Regions from separate parts of the Mus musculus genome. Here regions 1 and 3 are each linked to region 2. The links are chromatin contacts, called in public Hi-C and HiChIP or PLAC-seq maps. All regions are on one chromosome and are shown on one strand. The core of a region is the stretch at or near the end of the contact, and the rest is flanking DNA. Distances in the headings are between cores, read along the strand shown. Region 1 has its middle 64 kb from the start of Gm47403. Region 2 holds the start of Minar1 (membrane integral NOTCH2 associated receptor 1). Region 3 has its middle 28 kb from the start of Gm47403.

Region 1 (4,664 bases), core at 1,782-4,281, 130 kb before region 2:
CCTGGATTACATTGTTCTTTGGCCAGCTGTTTGTCCAGTATAGTAGCTATGATCAGTGTTAGGAGCCCCTGTCCATGACCTCATAAAACAACTCTACCATATTGTCTTTATTTTTATTTGGCTTTTAATTTTTGATCTCTCTCTGTCTGTTTCTCTCTGTCTGTCTCTCTGTCTCTCTCTCTCTCTCACACACACACACACAGAGAACACACACACACACACACACACAGAGAGAGAGAGAGAGAGAGAGAGAGAGAGAGAGAGAGAGAGAGGAGAATTTTCTATATAGATCCCTTTAAACTGAAGTTAGCCACCTGATGTGGATGCTGGAAACTGATCTTGGGTTCCCTGGCAGTGATCTCTTAACCACTGAGCAATTTCTCTCAGCTATCTCTGGGTCATGAGAGCTTACTAGATATCCTCCCACCTCCAAGCCATCATCTATGAATGTGGACATGAACAGCACTTCCCTTGTGAGTGTGCTGTGAAGATCAAGAACATAGATCCACAGACACTGCCTTATTTTTTTCTATATGACTCCAACAGTGGACATTAAGCTTTGTGTAAGGAGTATGGTATCCGGGACATAGATGCTCTGAAAGTATTTCTATGACTTAGTTAAACTAGCCAAAATGATTTTTTTTTTTTTTTTTTGATGTTTCTCGTGTCTTTGCACTGCTTTGGCTTTGAAAGCATGGTCAAATGCTGACCGAAATGGGGAGAAAACGGGTGAGCCATAGCTCCTGACATCTCACCTCTACCCAGCATGCAACACCTCTAGGTGTTTATGTTCTTTGTGTGGATTTGCGCCCTTCATCTTCACAATGTGGGGCAGAGGAGGTTGGGCATGGAATTCCTTTTCTTTGGAGGTCTGAGCTCTGAAAGGTTCTGGAAAGAACCAGAATGAGCTGGTGTCAGAGGTAAGGAAAGCACCATCCTCCAGCACAATAGCATCCCACAGGCTCACCTAGAGTGAATGCCTCACACGTCAATAGTTGTTACGCATCCATGAGGGGTGTATTTCAAGAACCCCAGAAAATGCCTGAAATTGATGACCCTCCTGAGCATAGTAAGTTACTAACAACAATAGTAATAAAATTGAACAGGTATGGAGACTGGAGAGATGGTTCAGTGGTTAAGAGCACTGACTGCTCTTTCAGAGGTCCTGAGTTCAAATCCCAGCAACCACATGGTGGCTCACAACCATCTGTAATGGGATCTGATGCCCTCTTCTGGTGTGTCTGAAGACAGCAATAGTGTACTCATACACATAAAATAAATAAGTTAATTTTAAAAATTGAACAGTTATACTATTAAAAAATGCAAGCATCACTACCTTTATTCTTTAAGACTATTCTTAAGTTGTAAGGGTCCATGATTTGAGAAAGAATGATATCTGGGACTCAAATAGTATGCAAACAACAAAGAGTGTTTTATTCTGCAGAAGTCTAGCATGCTGGGGTCTCCTATTACCAGAATATGGAGACACCCAAGCGAGCTTGCAGTCCTGATTTAATGCACAATAGGGAATTTCTGGGTAGGTGACCTCTCTGCTAATCTGTTAGGTCCATCTCTACGGACATTCCGTTACTGGGGTGTAGGGGCTGGAAACTTGCTGGCGAGGATCTAGAAACTGCTGCTGACCCATTGTCCTTGCCTCGGGCCAGGTGACTGGGAAGCTCCTGAGGCCTGGACTTGCCTGGAATTGCCCAGTTCTTGGAAACAGATTTAGGCCTAGTCTCCTTAACTGCTAATTGTAAGTCTGTCATGGGATCAGCCTAGCTTTCTCAAAGTAAAATAAGGGTTATTTGAAATCAGGAACTACAACAGTTAATCTGGCAACTAATTCAATTTATTCAACTGCTAAGTGACTAATGAATCTATAACACATGGATACACTGGGCAAAATGATGGTGCTTGTCTCCGATGTGAAGAGTGGGATTGAATGAGATTTCATCCTGCTACTTATAGTGACATGCAATTTAAAATTTTGAATTATTTCTGGAACTTTCCATTTTAGATCATGGCAATCAAGGGTAACTGAAAGTACAGGATATCAAACTGCGGTTAAGGAGAACTGGGTTATTTCTCTGCAGCCAGTGAAATGAGACAACTCAGCATAGATTAGATTAGATTAAAAACAGGTTTATTGGGAAGCTGCTTTTGGGTGGGCGAGTTCACTGGCCCCAAGGATTGAGGCCAGGGAACTCACCATAGGGTGGGGTGGGGGTAGGGAGAAAGAGAGAAAGGAGGAGGAAGAGGAGGGTGTAGAGAGAGAGAGAGGGGAAAGGGGAGAGGGGAGAGGGGAGAGGGAACACATAAATATGTCTGGAATATGTAGGGAAGATCCTTTGAGAATGGCAGCCCAACCTCTGGGATGGAGACAGGGAATGCCAAGTAGGAACTGAGGGATTCTGGGAGAACCTGGAGGTCAGGTCTGCTTTGATATGTAATATATTCACCACAGTCCCTTGACCCTGGATCCAAAACCAAACCAGGAGTTCCTACTGTCCTTCATTGTACGTTCCTTCTGTCCTCCCTCTGTCTGTTCCCAAGTGCTTACACACAGCCAGATGCATCTTAGGTGCATGCTGATGGGTAATATAATGAAATAAATAATTTTACAGCCACCACCGTGGCTGTAAAATCCAGTCTCGCACCAAATTCCCCACTAGTCTCTGAACGTTAAAAGAAATCAGAGTAATTTATCTTTTCAGAACACAGACTACATCTTACTTTTACAGTTTTCTTCCCGAGTCCCAGGGAGAAAGAGAAACCTGGCTGGTGATTACAAAATGGCTGAGCGACAAGACAGAGGAAGGCGTAGAAACCCTGCAAGCCCAGGCTTTGTTGCTGAAATGTCAGAGCGACTGAAGTCAAGTCCATTAATCTTGTTTTATTGCAAGATTCAAAATCGCCATGGTATGGCAGCCACAAAATTGATGGATGGGTCTCCCTGCGTTCACCCAGCACCTTGGCTGCCTGGGAAACCAGACCTCAGATGATCAGGGAGAGGAAATTAAAACCGCCCTTCGAGACTCTTCAGTCGCTGCAGCTAGGGAAGGATGGGGCATCGGTGGGCTCTGGCCACAGATCTGCATATCGTTGAGATTTACCACGTTTCAAAATAAGCAAATAAAGGCCCCACGAAAGAGGGAACCATCACCATAAATCTTAAATAATGGCTCTCTAGATTGACTGGCAGGCAGAGCACAACCCAGCCACCCAGCAGTACCTCAAGGCCTCCAGGCTCTGTGTGACCTTGACTGCCAATTCGCTTTTGTTTTCTGTTTGATTCTTTGGGTCATATTTGGTAGCTCAGGCTGTCCTGGAACTCCCTTTGTAGGCCAGGGTGCCTTGAAACTGGAGGGATCCCTCCTTAGCTTCTAAAGAGCTGAGATTACAGGCATAAACCGCCATACCCAGATCATATTTGCCTTGCTAATGAAGTAGGTGGAGATAATAAAGCCCGGTTGTTTTTAATTTGCCACCCTCTGATTGCTAGAGCGCTGGACCCTTCCTTTTTATTCCTGTTTTCTAGTTGGATCTCATTCTTTTGTCCACAGCCATTTTCCTTCTGCTCCAAACATAATTAATGTCTCAGTCCAGCAGCTCCGCATTTATTGTGAGCTGTGTATAGCCCTCCTAAGTCAGTGCTAGGAACCAGGAGGGAGGGGGGGGGGCGGGGGGCAGGGCGGGGAACCAGGAGTGAGAAGAGTGAGAAGGAAGGTAAGGGGCGGCGGGGGAGGGGCTTACAATGTTTTCTCTCCCGGTTCTTTGTTTTCTAATTTCAGAAAGCATAGAGATGTTTCTATTTCCTTAATTATCTCTATCTCTTTGAGTTTCCCTGTGTCATTTGCTACACATTCATTTCTCCCTTATTTTACATTCCCAAGCTCAATTAAAGGAAGCCTTCCAATCCAGCCGAAATTTATTTCTGTTAGATTTATGGGTTACACCGCTTCCTCTTCTAAATCGCACGGATTTTGCAAATGTTAGATTGACTAATTTTCCTCGTTTACTTCTTTGAGGTGAATTTAGCTTGCTATAAGCAAAGTTTACACCAAAAGACGGTTTGTTTTCTCTTGTGTTGAAAGAGAAACGTATCGTTTCCGTTGTTGGTTTGTAATATTTCAGTGTCTGGAAAGGCCAGGTCAGTACTTGTCGACATGTGTGTCTTATTTGTAGTCTGTCTTATTGTTCTTTTAAACACTGAGACTTTGGGCTAGAGAAATGGCTCAGTGGCTAAAATCACTTGCCATTTCAGAGGAACCAGGTTCGATTGCCAGCAACTACATGGGGACCCACACCTGCCTATAACTTCAGTTCCAGAGGCTCTGACTAAGCTCCATGGGCACTGGGCACACATGTGGTGCACGAACATATGTGAAAGCAAAACACTCATACAAAGAAATATTTCTAAACATTTTTAAATACTTAGGATTTATTTTTCAGTTCTCAGAAAATATTTAGAGAAATCCCTTTTATGTTGTATTTAGCCTGTAGACACATTTAGGTAACTGATAGGTTTATAATATAAATGTCACAGAGTAGGTTGTACTTTTACATCTACTTAAATTTGTTCTAATTCTTTTAAAGGTTGCTCACATCAAGTATTAATACTTCTATTTTAATACTTTGTGGTTTTGCCATGAATTAGATGG
Region 2 (4,485 bases), core at 1,182-3,681:
CAGACAGGGCTTTCCCTCCCTCCTCCTGGTCTTCACATCCCAGCTCCCAATGCACAGGCCAAGGCTGCAGCCCTGCTTTCTGCTTCGTGTTGTCCAAGGGTTCTAAGGAGCTTGGTTGAGGGAAAAAGCGAAGGACAGAATCCCATACCCATTCTGTGTGCTATGGACAGATGACTTGCCAGAAGCACAAATCTTTCAAAGGGAACATGAGAGTTTTTAGATGCTGGAAAGACACAGAAATCTTGCCTCTGGTGTTGGCCAAGAAAATAATGACATTATATATCCAAAAATTCCTAAGGAACACAATGGAACCTTTGTCTCTCTTGCAACTATTAAGCGCTATGCAACACTTTCACACACCAAATTCATCAGAAATGCAAATAAACTGTTTGAGCTGCTCTTTCCCTAGCAACTGAAGTTTATTTTCACATAGTTGCAGATCTATACAAATCACTCTTACATGCAATAAGACCCAGACTTTCTTAAGCAGACATTTCAGGTTTCCCTGCAGCCTCTAGTAAAAAAAACAAAAAAACAAAAAAACAAAAACAAAAACAAAAAAAACAAAAAACAAACCACTCTAAACTGGCTGTTTTTTGCAGACACTCCATCATTCCTCATTATTCTCTTATGCTCTGATACATAAAAAGAGACCCAATTCTAAGGGCTTGCTCAGGCCATCCACCCAACTCTCTCCCACTACTCTTGTTTGAGCCATGTCCCCTCTCCAGGCTGTCACTGCTCTGGCAAGGAGCTCATCTCAGAAGGCTCCTATACCCAGAGCAAGTGGCAAGCTTCTACCTGCAAGGAAGATTTCATCAGAAGAGGTGGTAACGAAAGCTTGTTTGCAGGGAGAAGGGGATAAATTACCGGTCAAATGCACTGCCCCTCAATGACTCCTGGAAATCCTTCATGTCATGCTGCATAACACCATAGCAGAGCCAAACAGCCAACCCCCCAAATCCCAGCCGCAATGGCAGCTGCCATGGTCCCACCAGTTCCTAAGAAAATCACCCCATCCTTCAAACAAAATGTAAGTTCTATAAAACCGACCTGTGTTAGCACACAGACTCCTTGTCTCTCCTCCTCTCTGTCTTGGCAAACCTTACTTAATTTCCCACTGAAAAGACTAGCTGATCTCAACTCACCTCACCACCCCACCCCCACCCCGGTGTTTACAACCTTTGACTACTATTTCACAAACAACGTCGGCATGCATGCTGTTAGAGCAAGCTACTCAATTGCTTCCCAGAAGCTCCCTGCACTCTTGCAGAGAGGACCAATGACTACTTGCTGGTTTTGTGGCCTCGCAGAGTACAGGACTTGGCAGGGATGGCGGTAGAGCAGGTGGGAAAGGCTGCTGAGAGGTGAGCTAGTGTGTGAATGAACTCAAGCCCCGCTGCCAGCCAGGCCTTGCTTTGGTGTTTTTCTGGCAGGTGAAGTTGAACGTCTCCAGGAGGAAAGACACCTCCTTTCCACAACAATGTGACTGGAAATCGCAATTTAACGTTGGGATACACTGGTCCGTTTTTCTAGGGTTGGTTCAGTTCTCCACCTTACTCCGATAGGTCGGGGGTGGGGAGGTGTCACACAAACAGTTCACCTACTTGACCCCCAAAACACCGTTGTTTGAAATGAATTCTTAACCAGGAAAACTTGCCCAGAATTTTGTGGTCTTTGGCCATTGTATCTCTACTTTCATCTCTTTTCCCTCCACCAGATATGGCCAAGCCTACTACCTACCGCGCGCGCGCACACACACACACACACACACACACACACACACACACACACGCACACCACACGCAAACACACATACCACATGCGCGTGCACACGCACACCCCTTTTCCCACTACCGTACCGAGCTCAGCGAAAAGGGTCTCCGTGCCCAGGCGGCCTGCAGTCGGGAACCTATCGGAGCCAGGGAGGAGTGCCAGTAGCCTGGGACTTTACACAGAGTCCCTGTGTAATAGCAACCGGCACGTAGCGATCACACCTTGCACGCACATACTTGCACATGTGCGCTCGGGTGCCCATGGGTCTCCCGCTTTCTGAAGTTACCTCTGGGGGCTGCTCCAGCTCTCCGTCCCCGGTCCTCCGCAGCTCTTGCGTGGCTCTGAGGTGGTGGTCCACAGGGCCTCCAACGCAGAGCTTCCCGAAGGTTCCCTAGGCAAAAGAATCCTAGGCTCCAGGGCAGCCCAGGCTTTGCACTTGGGGCAACACCCCTGGCGTAGGTTAACTTCAGCCCCCACAGCACGAGGTCTGGATCTGCAGACTAGGGTCGCACCCGGGCTTTCCTGGGCAGTCGGCAGCCACTGCCCACTTGCATGATGCTGGGGCTCTCAGCGGCTGGAGGATGCGGCCTCAGAGTCCGGATCAGCCCCAATCTCGGTTTCTGAGGCTCAGCCAGTGTCACCACATCACGGTCTTGGATACCGTGGGCAGCTCGGGCCAGGAACTCGATGGCCAGAGACCCAGTTTAGCCTCTCCATCATCTCCCGCCTGGGGAGCAGAGGAAGGCAGGACTCTCCAGCAGTGGGCTCGTGCTCCCTAGGGCGGGAGGGGCAGACTCCAGAGGGGCGCGGCAATAGCGCCGAGGGCGTGCCCTGCCAGAGGCTGCAGCCACCTAGAGAGTGGGCGCCCGCAACCCCAGAGTCCTGAGAAAGCCTCTGCTTCCTTAAGAGTCGCGCCTGCTGAGACCGGGCAAAAGCAAGCAGAGGTTGGAACTGGAGGGAGCCTCGGGCCAGATCCACCCCGGGGTTTGCTTCTCCCTATTTCCGGATGCTGAAGGTGACTGCGGCCCCCAGTGGAGAAGCAGAAGCTAACATCGTCCGCTGCTCTCCTTTTCTCCAGGTGCACTCTGCTCACCCTTCTGGGGCCTCAGACTCTGCAGTGCTTCACCAGGCCAGGGCAAACTGGTCACTTGGCTCATTGATGTTTCCCTCCTGGCCGGTGTTGGCTTCATTGGTACCCAGATTGGAGAGACTAGCGTTCACGTGACCAGCCCTCCCCAAACACGCACTCACACTCTTAACGGAATAGATTTCCAAAAGTCCAATTGGATACATCGATGAGGACTGGAGGCTTTTCCCAAGCCATCTAGGGTACTGCAGTGGGACTGAAATGCAGCAGCCTGCCTGTGGTGCCACCATTTATACAGATTGTCTTCCTCAGCTGGGAAAGTCACACAAACAGCGCTTTAAAGAAACGGAATTATAGTTTCAAACTCGTGGAATCAAGAGAAGAGTAGAGAAAAGAGAGAGAGAGAGAGAGAGAGAGAGAGAGAGAGAGAGAGAGAGAGAGAGAGAGAACCGGAGGGAAGGGGGAAGGAAAGGGAGGGAAGGAGAGGGGAGGAAAGGGAAGCGGGATGGAGGGGAGGGGAGGGAAAGGAAGGGGAGGGAAGGGGAGGGAAGGGGAGGGAAGGGAAGGGGGGGAAGCCTACTATTGGGGAACAAATAACTAAGGGGTGGCACCCTCTTAGGTTACTTTTCCAAGAGTGCAACCAAATGCAGGTTCCTGGCTAACTTTGTGACCTGTGGTCTGTCTTCTGTCCTTGGGAGGTGGTGGGGGCTGGAGGAGGGACACTGGTCTCCATGACAGCTTTCCTGCCTGAGGTTTTTTTGCTATGACTGGAAGCGTTCTAAAAGTGAACCTGTTAATACATGGATACTTTAAATAAAGCCTCATGGGGTAATAAGCTGCCAGCTGGATTTTCCCAGAATTTCACCCTTATTACTTTAGTGCCAGGCAAGACCATGCTCCTCTAGGGAGGACAAAAGCAACTGAGAGGTGAAAGAAAGGTCAAGTTTATTTGATCCACTGTACCTTGCTTGCCTAGGAGTCTAAATTTGTAACCAGTAGTGTCTTGGTCCAAACAATCTGGGGGATAGTCAGCAGTCAAAGATCTGCTAACTGATATGGAAGGCAAAGAGGGGCAGAGGGAGACAGACCTAACCCTGAGGAATAACTGTTAACTGTGCTGAGCAAGAAGTCCATTTGGATTCCAATGGAGAGAACTCTGGAGGCTGCAGCAGCCTGGTTGTTCAGAGAGTAAATAGAGACCTAGCAAACATATTTCTCCCAAAGCCAAGACTGTAAAATCCAAAGAACTGAAGGAGTTGGAACGGGAAGCTAGATGGATAGCGTCTGCCTGCTCCTTGACTTTTAATTTTTAAATGTCGTTCCCCTCCTGTTTCATTCTAAAAGAGCACCTGAGTCCAGACTCCAGAAGGAAACAAGCGGAAACCTTTGAATGGGGAGGGAGGGAGGGCTGTTCTATTTGATCTTGTTTCCCTGTACACTAACATTTTGGGGAAATTTGTAACAGTACAAACTTTTACATTTTAAACAGTATAAAGACACACACAAAGTGCAGGTTTCTGATCCTACACTGCCTCCTCTAGCTGGATTCTGTAAATCTACCCTTCAAGTGACTTCAGGCCCTGCAAAATTCCACTAATGTTCTATTCTGTACCATACTTCTC
Region 3 (4,693 bases), core at 2,070-4,569, 90 kb before region 2:
TCCCCACACTTTCCACTCTAAACCAAAAACAAACACATTTTAAGAACCCATAAATGAGATAGGATATGTCCAAAGAATCATATAAGTTCAGGAAAATTCAGACAAAAGCCCAGGCCTTGTGTCTCCCCCAAAGATAAATCCAGGGCATGGTGATTTCCATTCGTTATTCAGCCTTGCATCACTTCAACCAATACCTGAAAAAATTGGCTTCTAATAATAGGACATTTAAGTTCGCTTGCAGATGACTGTTGGCTCATTCATTATTGGGTATAGTATCCAGGGCTTCTGCCATGCAAGGAAACGGTTCTACCACTGAATTAAACTATCAGCCTCTTCACTCAGTTTTGGATGGACCAGCCTATGATCAGTTGTCCCCTTTGCTTTGGGGCCTGGTGGGAGGCAGCACATAATGGTATGAGGCACGTGGTAAAGCAAAACTGCTCATCTCAGAGCTAAGAAGCAAAAAATGACATGGAGAGGAAGATACTAAGATCTCATAGATGGCTTCAAGTCCATGCCCACAGCATTCTGCAGAGCCTCCATGAGTCCCCACATCCTAAAGTCTCTATCATCTCTCAGTAGCAACAAACTCAAGGTCAAACCTTCAATAAATGGGACTTTGGGAAGTACCCAGTTACAAAGTATGGCAATATTGAACCACAATGCTTCCAGAACCGTGGCTCCAGAGGATAAGACAGAGTTCTTGCCCTTGGATTATCTCCTTCATTTCTTTCTTTGCTCTGTACTTGAGGGTGACCTTACCTGATGAATTTCTCAAGCTTCAGATGTCCTAAACCAATGGCATAAATGATGGGAGGCTAGAGATAAAAATGAAGTGGGAAACAGGGCGTATCTCTCCTACCTCCTCTGATTCAGGTGACGTTTGTGCCAGCTGGTCCCATATTCCACCAGGCTAGCCTTCCTGGCCTCTGTTAATGCTCTGTCCATCCAGCTTGAGTGACACTGCCTTGTAGAGGTTTCACCTCACTGTCCTCTTAGCTCTTCAGCAACTGTCATCAATTATCTGCACTAAGTCCATTCTATCATACTCTGATATAAGCCTAATATTCAATCACCTACTCTTCATACCACTCAGTTGCACACATGTTTGATGTACAGATTCAGGATGTCGCCACATTCTCTGCAGTCCTCTAGCCATGGAGCTAAGATTATGGAGTCCGTACATTGATAAAACATGAGTTTTAACATGTATTTTTCCAAATTGATAACTTACTTATATTTTTACATTGTCCACTATAGACATCAAAAGCTCAGATATCTGCTCTAACTGGTCCACTCCACTGAGCCAGCTATGGTCCTAAACTAGATTCTTTTCAGTAGAGATGCATATCAAAAGAGTGACCTTGGCAAATGAGGCTATCCTATCAATTAGGCTAGAACACTCATATAGTGCCAAGTAATACCAAATTGATTTGCAGAGTAGTTGTACAACTTTGCACTCCCATCAGCAAGAGAGGCATGCTCCTCTTGCTCCACATCATCACCAGCATGAGTTGTTACTTGAGATTTTGATCTTAACCATTCTTTGGATGTAAGATGGAATCTTGGAGTTGTTTGGAATCTTGGAGTTAGTATTTCCATGATAACTAAGGATGTTGAATATTTCTTTAAGTGTTTCTCTGCCATTTGAGATTCCTCTGTTGAGAATTCTGTTTAGCTCTGTACCCCATTTTTAATTGGGTCATTTGGTTTGTTGGTGTCTGATTTCTTGAAACCTGGAATTGGGGAGGCTTCCAGGATTCTTTAGGGGTGACTCTAGTGGAGACTCCTAGCAGCAGGGGATATAGAAAACCCCTTCAACCCAAAACCTTCAACCCCAAATTTGTCTTGCCTACAAGATGTGCAGGAAACAAATACTGAGGGGATGGTAAGCCAATGGCTGGCCCAACCTGAGACCCACCCCATGGAAGAGAGCCAACCTTGATATTCATGATATTCTGCTATGCTTGCAGACAAGAGCCTGGCATAACTGTCCTCTGAGAAGCTTTGTCTAGCAGCTAGTGGAAACAGACACAGAGACCTACAGCTAGACAGTAGGCAGAGCTCAGGGAGTCTTTTGGAAGAATGGTAGGAAGGATTAAGGGAGCCAGAGGGGTCAAGGATACCACAAGAAGACCTACAGAGTCAGCTAACATGGGCCAATGGGGGCTCACAGAAACTAAACCACCAACCAGAGAGCATACAGGGGCTGCACCTAGGTCCCCTAACATATATAGCAGCTATGAAGCTTGCTTTTCATGTGAGTCCCCTAACAATTGGAGCAGGGGCTGACTCTGACTCTGTTGCCTTCTTTTGGATCTCTTTCCCTTAGGTGGCTGCCTTGTCTGGTCTCAGTGAGAAAGGATATGATTAGTCCTGCTACCATTTGATGTGTTAGAACGGGTTGGTATTCATGGGGTTTCCCTTTTCAGAGGAGAAGGAGAGAGGGCAATGAGGAAGGGGAGGTGTGAGGATAGGACTGGGAGGGGAGGAGGGAGGGGCACTATGATAGGGATGTAAAGTGGATATATAAATAAAGGGAAAAAACTAAGATACCATTAAAATGGGCAGAAACTAAACAAACAAACAAACAAACAAACAAGCCCCCCTCCCCCCCCCAAAAAAACCCCATAAATTCTCAATCATGTGTGGTAGTGTACATGTGCATTTCCAGCACTTGGAAAGTGGAGACAGAGGTCTGGAATAAGTTTGATGTCAGTTTGAGTGACATGAGATTTTGTTTTAGAAAGATAGAAGAGAGGAAAGGAAGAAAGGAAGCAGGCAGGGAGGCGGGAAATTCCATGCCCTTCCCTCTCAGTTTTGTACCTTGGCTAGAAAAACTTACGTTATATTTTGAAAGTACCATACTGGCATTTGTATCCCTCCTATCAGTTAAGTTTCCTGGAAGCCATCCCACCAGCAACACTCCAAGGAAAGAGGAGAAATATCCCTATAAAAAGATATGATTTAGGAGCTGTCTTCGTGAGACAGGAAGAATGTATTGGCAACAAAATACCCAAGACAGGCTAGCCATACTGGAAAGTGTGTTTATTTATCTTACTGCCTTGGAGGTTTAATGACATGGCTCTGGCACCAGTTCAGTTCTCGATTTCTAACACATAGGCACACATCACAAATAACCACAGCAAAGAGAATGTGGAAAGGCCATCTATAACCTCCAAAATATTGTGCACAGAAGAAGGCAGTGAGAGATGGGGGGATGGGTAGGGAGACAGATGTCTTGACTATCTCAATAGGGAGAAGAGTCATTTTCAGTTTAGTTACTTTTCTAAAGACTCCCTCTGGCCATAAAGTATCCATTATATCCTGGCAAACTCCAGAAGGTCATGGAAATTACCTAGGAGGTTCAGAGTGTATAATGGTATCTGTATTATGGGGATGGAATGCTGCGGCTGAATGTTATATGGCAGATAAGCCTGGTCAAGAATCTATGAGCAACATAGTGCCACAGTGAAAGACATACAACTACAGAAAGGGGAGTAAATACAGCATGACTTTTTCACTTAGATAGATAGCATCAAGGAGACAGGCTGTGGCTTCTCATGCCAGAGGCTCCTGTCAATCTGAAACCATTATGGAGCCTGGAAGATCTGAGGAACAGGAAACTGGCTTGTCTGATGCCGAGGTATCTGCCATCCTCTGAGGTCATACAAACCACCTCTTCTGTACTCCAGATGCTACCTTGGGCATGAGCAAGATGAAAAGGTATATGAAATACTCGTCTAAGAGAAACCAGATACTCTGAGACTATTGAAGATTATTAAGCCAAATTGTTTTCTTGTATCAATTGCTGTTTCTTTGAAAGATAGGTCTGTCAACTGCAAACTTTCACTCCTGATATGAATTGATAGTTGAGACACTTTGAGGTGCCATATAGAATGGGAGTTGTCTTTAAGTCACTCCCCAAAAGTAGTCAGACACTGCATTTGTGGAAGGGAGCTTCCCTCCATGAGGGGCTAACTGCCCTAACTGCAGATAACTCTCATCCAGTTCTCTCTCAAGCAAATCACTGAGACACATGCAAGGTGTTTCTTCAAATCATACAAGCTCCTTTCCCCCACAGATGAATAAAGAAGGTGATGTTGGGAGCCCAAACTGGCTCTAGATGGATGGGGAGATCAATAAACTCTTCTAAACTTTTCAGCCATCAAATGAGGATTAAAGCACATCTCCACTTGACCTCATACCCAAGTAAATAGCTGACAGAAGGAAACAGAAAAGCAAAGGAGTCCAAGTCCCGTGACCATTATAAGCTTTCAGATTGCCGCAGGTGAACCTCACTTGGGTCCTCGATCCATGGGCAAAATTCAGGTTCCAGTTACAGGTAGGCAAGGAGTCAGTGAGAAGGGGATGACAAACAGACATGACACAAGGGAGTGCAGATCTGAATGTATTTTGTCTCAAAGTGAGCACCAGTCTTATAAGTGACTTTTACACAAAACAGAGGAATTCCTACAAAGGACTGGCAGGAACCAACTGGGATAAAATTCAATGTTAACAACTGGGATCAAAAGCAGCCCCACCTAAGGTCAGCTTATGTATGGGTGTAACTCAGCTATCTATAGTTCTAAGTATCTACTCTGGTTCCTCCTTAGACCACAACCTTCCTTCTTCCTAGATAATGGTAAATTCCTGCATATGGGAGTAGCTTGCCCTGAGATTTCTAACTCTT

The links. A called contact is a pair of places that touch in the nucleus more often than the background predicts. HiChIP or PLAC-seq counts read pairs in DNA pulled down with a chosen protein or histone mark.
Region 1: a contact with region 2 is called in an H3K4me3 HiChIP or PLAC-seq map of neural tube, with 4 times the contacts expected there. The contact joins the enhancer-like site here to the promoter of Minar1 in region 2. A contact is called at or near these places in 10 of 39 promoter capture datasets (HPC-7-derived erythroid cells, cranial neural crest, embryonic stem cells and 5 more), 5 of 484 Hi-C or Micro-C datasets (Sertoli cells, embryonic stem cells and uterus) and 2 of 115 datasets of contacts at active chromatin or transcription factors (differentiating embryonic stem cells and neural tube).
Region 3: a contact with region 2 is called in a Hi-C map of Sertoli cells, with 2.1 times the contacts expected there. The contact joins the enhancer-like site here to the promoter of Minar1 in region 2. A contact is called at or near these places in 4 of 39 promoter capture datasets (3T3-L1-derived adipocytes, embryonic stem cells, stem cell-derived epiblast-like cells and 1 more), 2 of 484 Hi-C or Micro-C datasets (Sertoli cells and induced pluripotent stem cells) and 1 of 115 datasets of contacts at active chromatin or transcription factors (PVALB interneurons).

Annotation. Positions count from the first base shown.
Region 1 is chr9:89,493,915-89,498,578 of GRCm38.p6, forward strand. No RefSeq gene overlaps it. Among named protein-coding and RNA genes, the nearest start is that of Gm47403, 64 kb to the right of the region's middle. Within about 2 kb of position 3,032, at least 23 of the 459 cell types and tissues checked have an H3K27ac peak or open chromatin away from gene starts, as enhancers often do. A contact at or near this core is called in neural tube, where this site is marked.
Region 2 is chr9:89,620,555-89,625,039 of GRCm38.p6, forward strand. It overlaps Minar1 (membrane integral NOTCH2 associated receptor 1), which reads right to left and starts at 2,432. Exons shown (of 4, transcript NM_153509.2): 1 at 2,063-2,432.
Region 3 is chr9:89,529,487-89,534,179 of GRCm38.p6, forward strand. No RefSeq gene overlaps it. Among named protein-coding and RNA genes, the nearest start is that of Gm47403, 28 kb to the right of the region's middle. Within about 2 kb of position 3,320, at least 1 of the 459 cell types and tissues checked has an H3K27ac peak or open chromatin away from gene starts, as enhancers often do. A contact at or near this core is called in Sertoli cells, where this site is marked.